Regions from separate parts of the Mus musculus genome. Here all the other regions are linked to region 2. A link is a contact called in public HiChIP or PLAC-seq and promoter capture Hi-C data. All regions are on one chromosome and are shown on one strand. The core of a region is the stretch at or near the end of the contact, and the rest is flanking DNA. Distances in the headings are between cores, read along the strand shown. Region 1 holds the start of Ube2k (ubiquitin-conjugating enzyme E2K). Region 2 overlaps Smim14 (small integral membrane protein 14). Region 3 overlaps Klb (klotho beta).

Evidence for each region. HiChIP or PLAC-seq counts read pairs in DNA pulled down with a chosen protein or histone mark. Capture Hi-C pulls out chosen DNA fragments and counts their contacts.
Region 1: a contact with region 2 is called in an H3K27ac HiChIP or PLAC-seq map of extraembryonic endoderm stem cells. The contact joins the promoter of Ube2k here to the enhancer-like site in region 2. A contact is called at or near these places in 1 of 39 promoter capture datasets (cranial neural crest), 1 of 15 datasets of contacts at CTCF or cohesin (large pre-B cells), 21 of 484 Hi-C or Micro-C datasets (B cells, CD4 T cells, the CH12 cell line and 15 more), 6 of 115 datasets of contacts at active chromatin or transcription factors (the HPC-7 cell line, embryonic stem cells, extraembryonic endoderm stem cells and 1 more) and 4 of 9 other capture datasets (adipose tissue, embryonic stem cells, liver and 1 more).
Region 3: a promoter capture Hi-C map of adipose tissue shows a contact between it and region 2. The contact joins two enhancer-like sites. A contact is called at or near these places in 1 of 115 datasets of contacts at active chromatin or transcription factors (bone marrow-derived macrophages) and 2 of 9 other capture datasets (adipose tissue and pancreatic islet).

The regions. Positions count from the first base shown.
Region 1 is chr5:65,535,954-65,538,977 of GRCm38.p6, forward strand. Ube2k (ubiquitin-conjugating enzyme E2K) reads left to right here and starts at 1,292. Exons shown (of 7, transcript NM_016786.4): 1 at 1,292-1,593. The coding sequence starts at 1,531. It also overlaps a transcript of Smim14 not described here.
Region 2 is chr5:65,456,449-65,459,512 of GRCm38.p6, forward strand. All of the region lies in intron 3 of Smim14 (small integral membrane protein 14), which reads right to left. Among named protein-coding and RNA genes, the nearest start is that of Ugdh, 22 kb to the left of the region's middle. Within about 2 kb of position 1,618, at least 115 of the 459 cell types and tissues checked have an H3K27ac peak or open chromatin away from gene starts, as enhancers often do. A contact at or near this core is called in the HL-1 cell line, adipose tissue, extraembryonic endoderm stem cells and 2 more, where this site is marked.
Region 3 is chr5:65,373,605-65,376,306 of GRCm38.p6, forward strand. It overlaps Klb (klotho beta), which reads left to right. Exons shown (of 5, transcript NM_031180.2): 3 at 2,076-2,344. Among named protein-coding and RNA genes, the nearest start is that of Rpl9, 16 kb to the right of the region's middle. Within about 2 kb of position 1,352, at least 5 of the 459 cell types and tissues checked have an H3K27ac peak or open chromatin away from gene starts, as enhancers often do. A contact at or near this core is called in adipose tissue, where this site is marked.

The sequences.
Region 1 (3,024 bases), core at 42-2,541, 79 kb after region 2:
TACCACCACACTCAGCTAGCATTAGTCTTAAAATGGAATACGGAACTGATCGATTAGGTGAATACATGAAACATATTCCTACAATAACACCTTCATAATTTCAAAATGTTATTTTCTTTCTTTTTTTTTTATTTTTACTTTTTTGGTTTTTCCAGACAGGGTTTTTCTGCATAGCCCTGGCTGTCCTGGAACTCACTCTGAGACCAGGCTGGCCTCGAACTCAGAAATCCGCCTGCCTCTGCCTCCTGAGTGCTGGGATTAAAGGCGTGCGCCACCATGCCCGGCGCTCAAAATGTTATTTTCAAAGTACCTCTCAGCACCCACACCATATTGTTTTAAACTCTACTAACCACTTTCAAATAGCCTCTCCACGTTATTGCTCAATTAAATAATTTTACTCGTTTCTCTTTTCTCCACTCAACTATATTCACTCAATACAAGCGCCAAACACCTTTGTAAGTTTAAAGCTCTTTCGGCCTTCTATTTCTTCAACTGTCACTATAATAAATACAGTTCTTCACATGCTTAATCCAGTCATTCCCACAGCGTGGCCGCTGAAAAACGGGCAGCAGGGAGCTTGCTAGGAATGCCAATTCTTAGGTCCATCCACACTCTAGAGATAGGTGCTAACAATCTTAACCAGCTCTCCAGGGATTCCGAGGCACTTTCAAGTTTGAAAAACACCTTAGTTCTGCAGTTCAGCATTGATTATCTAAACAGGGCAAAGATGTAACTTCTGGCTTTTAAACCCATCACAGGCCTCTTTCTGGCAACACCTGTATCAATTACAAGCCGTGGGACACAACCATTACACAACCTTAAACATCTGTAATACCTGAGATGACCGAATAATAGTTGCCTTATCATGGTTCCAGAACAAAAGCTACGGCAGTGGATTTCCCGGGGGTTTACCAACGGACGCTGGGCAGGACCCAGTTCCTGCATAGCTTTTTCCTCCGCTAGACACAGGGAGGCACTTCGAGCCCGTGGGTTCTGGGTCTGGCCGAGTTAGAGCGGGGCTCGGCCCGGCTAGGGCCGGGGACACCCGCCAGGCCGGGCTCCCACCTCGGGTCCCAGCCTAGGGACTGGAGGTCTCTCTGTAAAGGAGGCCGAGGGGCAGGGGAGGACCCGGCAGGCCCAGACCCCGCGGACAGGCCGCGAAGCCGCACCCTCCTGGCCCCAGCCGCCGGCAGGGCGGAGCCACGCGGCCGAAGCCCCGGCTGAGACGCGCGGCGCGGCGCGGCGCGGGCTCGCTGCTGGAGACGTATGGGGCTCCCACTGGAGCGGCTGCGCCGCCCGGTCGGGTCAGCGTGGTGCGCATGCGCGGACCCGGCGCCATTTTGGTGGCCGGGCGCGGAGGTGATTCTACAGTGAGGAGGAACGCGACGGCGAGGGTGGCAGTGGCAGCGTTCGTGTGCTCGGGTCTGAATCGCTGAGGGAGGAGGCGGCGGCGGAGGAAGAGGTGGCAGCGGTGGCGGTGGTCGTAGCGGTGGCGGAGGAGGCGGGTACGAATCAGCTGCGGGCAGAGACATGGCCAACATCGCGGTGCAGCGAATCAAGCGGGAGTTCAAGGAGGTGCTGAAGAGCGAGGAGGTCAGGAACGAGCTACCGGACGCCCCCATCTCAGCCCCGGGCGGCAGGGCCCCTTCCTTCCGCGACCCCCGGCGGGCCCTGGCCGGCTTCGCTGCGGCCGCCTCTCTGCCTCTGGGGAAGCGGCGGCCTCCCCTCCTCCTCCCGCCGCCTTTCCCTCCCCTCCCCGGGCCCTGGGAGAGGCGGTCTCGCGGGCGGCTGGCCGGCCGGCCGGCCTGGGGAGGAACGGGGTTTGGAGGGCCGATGCCGAAGCACTCGTCGGGGGCACGTGAGCTCTAGAGGGAGCCCCGAGGCGGTGGCGGCAACATCTGGAAGTGTGACTAGGCGGTGGGGAAGAAGGAGCAGGCCGAGAAAACCCGGGAAGTGGGTTGGGGGAAGGGGAAAGGTAGTAACTGGATCCCCCGGCCGCAGCGCACCCCCCAGGCCCACGCTTTTCGGGGTGTTCTGGAGATCGCCGGCCGGGGCCTTTGCTGTCTTCTCCTTGGGGAAGGAACCTCCACAGTCTTTAGGTATAGACGAGGGGAAGACTTTGAGTTACTCCCTTCCAGTGTAGTGTTGGGGGAAAGGGAGACATAATGGGAAGGGAACTGAAACAATTTCCACTACAGATAGAGAAATAATTCCGAATGAGGTGGTAATCTCTTTTCTACGGACCCAGCCCGTAACTAGGCCTCATCATTGACATTTAAAGCTTTTAGTCTGGTCAAAGGCAAGTTGTTTGTTAATTAAATGATTTGAAGTAGGGAGAATAATGGAGTGTCTGAGTAGCCTATTTCAGAATACTGTTTACCAGTGTCAGGCTCTCCTAGGGCAATGCCTCTGTGACTAGTGTTGTACTGTGAAACTTCATTATGATGTCCCTCATAGTTAACTTGAGTCTCACTTTTAAAAACAGGCCTATTAAAAAACAAGGGATTTCATCAGATAACACGTTATTGTAGTTCACTATTGAGTTAGGTTTATTTTTTTGACACAATATTATAGCAGGAAATAGCATATTAAGAAAAATAAAACTCCTAGTACATTGTAAGTCTTGCAAATTTTAAGTACATTAATGCTTGCCAAATTTATTTATGTGAAATATTGAGAGTGATTGAATAATTTTACTCATCTGTAAAAGTAATAGTACAACTTTTTCCACCTAAATCGACAAAAATGCTAGCTTTTCTATGATTGAACTTAACAACAAAATTCTGTAAGTAATTATTTTTTTCAGGTTTACATGTTTTTCTTCTAGGCTTGCTTGATGCTTTGATAATGTCAATTATGATCTTTAAAATTAAGCCTTTTAAGCACATGAGGAACTGTTACAAATCTTGTAGCTCTCCACCTATATTTGTGCCTTCCAGCTTGCAGATCATTAGCCATCGTCCCAGTAGACTTGTAGAAAGTCACTTAAAATTGAAATGACAATATTAGCAGATTTAGTGAGCA
Region 2 (3,064 bases), core at 368-2,867:
AGCAGGCGAAGAGGACACAATTAGTGCTGCAGCAGCAGCAGCAGGCAGCAACAGACAGCAGCAGCAGGCAGAGATGGAAAGAATGCTGCTGAGGCATTAAACACATAAATTTGAGGGGGTCAGGAACAGTGGGCCAGGCAGGACAAGGCCATCCTGAGCTAGGTAGTGAGTTTGAGGCCAGCCTAGGCACACACTGAGACCACTAGGCACACAGTGAGACCACAGAGACAGGCTAACGTGCAGTTCGGTGGTGGAGCACTGGCCTAGTGTGCATTGAGGACTTGGGTTTGATCTGTAGCACCAAAAGAAACAACAGTTTTTGAAAAATATTCTACAAAGCCCTAAAACGTTCTTCATGTTCAGACAAACCTCTGAACTGCCTTTAAAAGTGGTTGTATGAAAAACCTAGACTTGTTCTTCAGATGGCCACCTTTTGTAATGAAATAGCCATGTCCACTGGTAACTATAAAATGCAGGGGCTAGAGGAAGGTGCCAAAGCGGCAGGGTTTAGATCTAGACTGGGAAATAGGGAGGGAGGGAGATCACTGCCGTGATGCTGGGGATCTGGAAGGGAGAAGGGTCTGCCTCCAAGTGCCCCTGCCTTCACCGAGCTGAGAACCAAGACTGACATAGATGTCCAAGTAAGACAGTCTCTACATACATAATGGCTGGACACGGGACAGCAGAGGGTGGTACCACTGAGAAGGGAAAAGTGTCCACAAAATGTAGATAGAGTGAAGCCAGCAGGACAAGGCTTTGCAGCTAAAAGCACCGCCTCCAAGCCTGAAGATCTGAGCTTGGCTCCCCACCCCCACCCCCTCATACAACCAAATTGTTTTTTTATATAGCAAACGCAGAGTGAGAGGCAGCTGGAAGCAATCTTAGTCAGGAGCCAATGGGATGTGTTTACTGCTGACTCCTGCAACTGGAGTGAGGTTCAGAAGCCAGGCAAGACGTGGAGACCAGAGAGACTTAGTCGCAGAAGCAGCCAGTCACAGCCAGAGCATAGGACTCACAGGTCAGAACAAGGACCTTCAAGTGTGCTTCAAACAGAAAGCCCCTGAAAAGTTTTAGGTGAAAAGAAGCCAAAAGCAAACTCTTACTTGTTCAAGCCAATTGTGTTATGAATAACAGCAGCAGGGAGCTAAACTGGGAGGGAGTTAGGAACAGGCAAGGCTGGGCATGGTGGCACTCGCCTTCAATCCCACCACTTGGGAGGCTGATTCTTTGTGAATCTAAGGTCAGCCTGTTGTACACAGTGAGTTCTAGACCAGCCAAGGGTACAAATAGGTAAGGCCCTGTCGCAAACAAACAAATAGACAGAAAGACAAACAAACAGACCCTACTATAATGGCCTAGATATGAGGTGGTAAACAGAGAGGAGGCAGAACGAGGTGCTATCAAGTAGAGTGTTGGTTACATCCTGAAGGTAGATATAAAGGACAGGCCTGAGAGCCAAGGGTCGTTTACAGAACAGACAAAGGAGGAAAAGCAGCCGTGACAGAGCTACCAGAAGCCCAATTCTGAAGATTTGAGATTGCCTATGAAACACCACAGTGGACATGTCCACAAGACAGTCACCAGCACACACATCATGAGTCATGAGACTTGAGAACGTCATCAAGGGAGTGTAGGGAAGGAACAGCTCCAGCGAATGAGCTCATGAGGCCGGGGGATAAAGAAAACAGAGTGGTTGAAGACAAAGTAATTGGAAAGTTAGAACTGGGGGAAATAATAGCTAGAGAGTTGGAAAACTGCAAGCCTGAGCAGTTACAGGTTCTGAGTAGATAAGCAAAGGCTTTGTCTAGAAACAGAAAAGATAGGAGATTATGTCAAGGGTTGTGCTGGGTAGGGAGCTCCAGCAATCAGTGCTTGTCATGCAAACAATCAAAACCCATGTGAAGAAGGAGGGCATGGGGCACACTTGTAACCCCAGTGCTGGGGAAAGGAAGACGGGGAATCACTCCCTGGGGATCACTAGCTGACCAAGCAGCTGAGCCGACTCAGAGAGCCCCAAAATCCCACTTAGAGACCCTGTTTTTTTTAAAAAAAAAAAAAAAAAGGTGGAAGGCTTATGAAAAAGGACATCTGAGGTAGACGCCTGACATCCATATTCATGTGTGTATACATGGCATGTGCACCAGCACAAAGGTGCTTCTGCACACACAAACACACATCACAACATAATAAATACAGCTGTATATATTGATACAGAACTTAATGCTATCGCCCAAGAGGCAGGAGCAGAGGGCAGATCTCTATGAGTTAAAGGCCATCCTGGTTTATGTTTATGTAATAGACTCCAGTATAGCCAAGACTATAGAGACACAGTCTCAAGATAAATAAGTAATTGAACAAATAAATAGCTGGGCAGTGGTGGCGCACGCCTTTAATCCCAGCACTTGGGAGGCAGAGGCAGGCAGATTTCTGAGTTTTAGGACAGCCTGGCCTACAGAGTGAGTTCTAGGACAGCCAGGGCCACACAGAGAAACCCTGTCTTGAAACAGAGAGAGAGGGAGAGGGAGAGAGAGAGGGAGGGGGAGGGAGGGAGAGAGGGGGAGAGAGAGAGAGAGAGACAGAGAGAGATGTAGGCCAAAAGTTAAGTTTCAATAAAAACAAATAATATAAAGTGGCAGAGAATTATCAAAGAGAAAAACTATTGGTGCCTTTAACAAACATGCAAGAGAATCAAAACTTAGAACTTAAAAATCCAAACTATATTCACTGACTGATGTCAAAGCTTAAATAAAGTCTGCAGAGAGGAACATAAATACTTCTCTACCATTTATCCTTTTAGCTTATGTTTACATTGTTTTAGACCTCTCCAGAAGTTGGTTCTATGAATAACTGAGGAAATGATTTTTTTTGGAGACAAGATCTCATGTATGCCTGGCTGGCCTCTAACTTACTGAGTAGCAAGGAACTGACCTGGCACTTCTGACCCTTTCAGCCTTTGCCTCCTCAGTGCTGGGATTATAGGTGTGCAGGTCTGTATATATAGATATGTATATATACATATGTATATTGGTATATTTAGTGCTGGAGGTCAAATCTGGGATTTCAT
Region 3 (2,702 bases), core at 102-2,601, 83 kb before region 2:
ATAAATAAGTCCTAAATGTGGAGAGAAATCCCAGCTCCTGCAGGAAAGATATTTCAGAGGAGATTTTAGAAAGAGCAAGTCCCTCTCCCAGTCTCCCCACCCACCTGGCTCTGCAAAAAGGAACAGCTTAGAACGCAGCCACACCCAACTACATGAACCTGAAGGAAGGGTGGCTCATATGATAATATATACAGGCCCTTGGGTCAAATGTCTTTCACTTGGACAAAGGGGTTTACCTGTTCCACCCTTCTTCATAACACCACACTACTGGGAAACCAGAACCACGACTTGCTGAAACACATTTGTCATTTTGAAATTTCTTGTCATGGTTTTCAACCTTTCTTTCAAGGAAGGATTTTTCTTTCTTTTTTTTTTTTTTTTTTTTTCTTTTTTTCCTCGAGACAGGGTTTCTCTGTGTAGCCCTGGCTGTCCTGGAACTCACTCCGTAGACCAAGCTGGCCTCGAACTCAGAAATCCGCCTGCCTCTGCCTCCCGAGTGCTGGGATTAAAGGCATGTGCCACCACTGCCAGGCTATCAAATCTCATTATAGATGGTTGCAAGCTACCACGTAGTTGCTGAGGATCTCAAGCCCCCTGAAAGAGCAGACAGTGCTCTTCACCACTGAGCCATCTCTCCAGCCTCTGGATTTTCTACCTTTTAGAAAAACAATGTTAATGATAATTAGATGGCAAAATGCAGTGATGAGGCATCTCTCTGAGGGGAATAAAAGGGCGTTGCTGTTGTTGTTGTTTGTTTGTTTTAAGAAAAATGGTTCAAGTGGGGGATAGGGAGATGGCTCAGCAGTTGAGAGCACCAAGCACCGCCTGCTCTTACAGAGGTCCCAGGTTCAATTCCTGGCACACTAACTCTAACCACCCACATGGCAGCTCACGACTGTCTGTAACTGAAGTTCTTCTGAATACGCTTTATCAGGCCTCCCTGGATACAGACACAGAGAGAGCTCACAGATAAACATGCAGGCAAAAACACTCCTGCATGGGAAATAAAATTAAAATAATAAAAATTTTTAAATGATTCAGGGCTAATTTCAGTTTTTACTGTAGACCAGGTTGGCCTTGAACTCACAGAGATCTGCCTGCCTCTGTCTGCAGAGTGCTGGGATCAAAGTCGTACACTGCTACACCTGGCTCCCACTCAGAGTTTGAAAGCTGAGAAAGCCCTTAGAGAACATCCTTCCCGATATTTTCCTTTGCAGATGAGGTAACTGAGGCTCTGCACCTTGCCCAACAGCTCCTGCCCCAAGATGCAGCAGGACCTGGCCTGGGCCTGTTGCCCTTCAGCCCAGCCACCTCTCACACCACTTCCATGCCTTCCGCCTGCATTTGCTGTGACGTCCTGAGAGCTGGTATTTTCAGTCCCTGGAGGACAATTTCACAGAACAGACAGTAGTACACAGACAGGAACTAGCCCAAACTCGGAATGAGAAACTCTGGGTCGCCAGTCAACATCTATATCCCAAAAGGCTCTGGAACTGCCGAGCCCCAGGACACAGATCTGCGCACTAAATATCACCTCATCCCACTTTTTAAATTTTTGAGATGGGGTCACACTATGTAGCTCTGGATGACCTGGAACTCAATATGTTGACCAAGCCAAACTTGAACTCAGAGATCTGCCTACCTCTGCTTCCTGAGTGTTGAAATTAAAGGCATATACCATCCGTCATACCCTGCTAAACAATGTGATTAAAAACGTGTAACTATCAGGAAGAATGTTTTAATGAGATCTTCCAACTATCACTCACCAGGGTAGGGAGTGCGTACTGTTTATTTCTTTTGAGTGTAGGGCGCATGTGGAAGTCAGAGGACAACTTTTGACACTTGGTCCCCTTGTACCATGCAGGCCTCTGACTCAACTTTGTCAAGCTTCATAGTAGGTGCCTTTACAGATGCAGCTATTTTGCTGGCCCCAAATCAATAATTTGTGGTTTGATATAAAATGCTTGATATTTAGGAAAAGAGTTACTTTTGTAATGTGCTGTGTCCTGGCACTTTGTAAACGAACTAGAATGTTTTAGTCCTCTGAAAATCGCTGCTTCCTTTTCTCTGTGCAGCAATAAAATTTGATGAAATCCGCGTGTTTGGTTATACGGCCTGGACTCTCCTGGATGGCTTTGAGTGGCAGGATGCCTATACGACCCGACGAGGGCTGTTTTATGTGGACTTTAACAGTGAGCAGAAAGAGAGGAAACCCAAGTCCTCGGCTCATTACTACAAGCAGATCATACAAGACAACGGCTTCCCTTTGAAAGAGTCCACGCCAGACATGAAGGGTCGGTTCCCCTGTGATTTCTCTTGGGGAGTCACTGAGTCTGTTCTTAAGGTAAGTGGCTACAGCTGAATTAACCACGCACCAGGGGAGATAGTATACAGTATGGTTTTTTGTTTTGTTTTGTTTTACAGTATGTTTTTACAAGTGTAAAATACATGTAAGGATATCTTAGTCATTGTTCTGTTGCTGTGAAGAAACATCATGACCACAGCAAGTCTGGGGTCTTCAATTGGGGCTGGTTCACAACTCATCAGCATGGTGAGAAGCATGGCAGCATGCAGGCAGACACGGTGCTAGAGAGGTCGCCCTATGAACCAATGGAGGCCATTTTTATTCAAACCATCACAGATGCTTTGCCTGCATATATGTCTGTCTGCCTGGTGACCACAGAGGCCAGAAGAGTGCATTG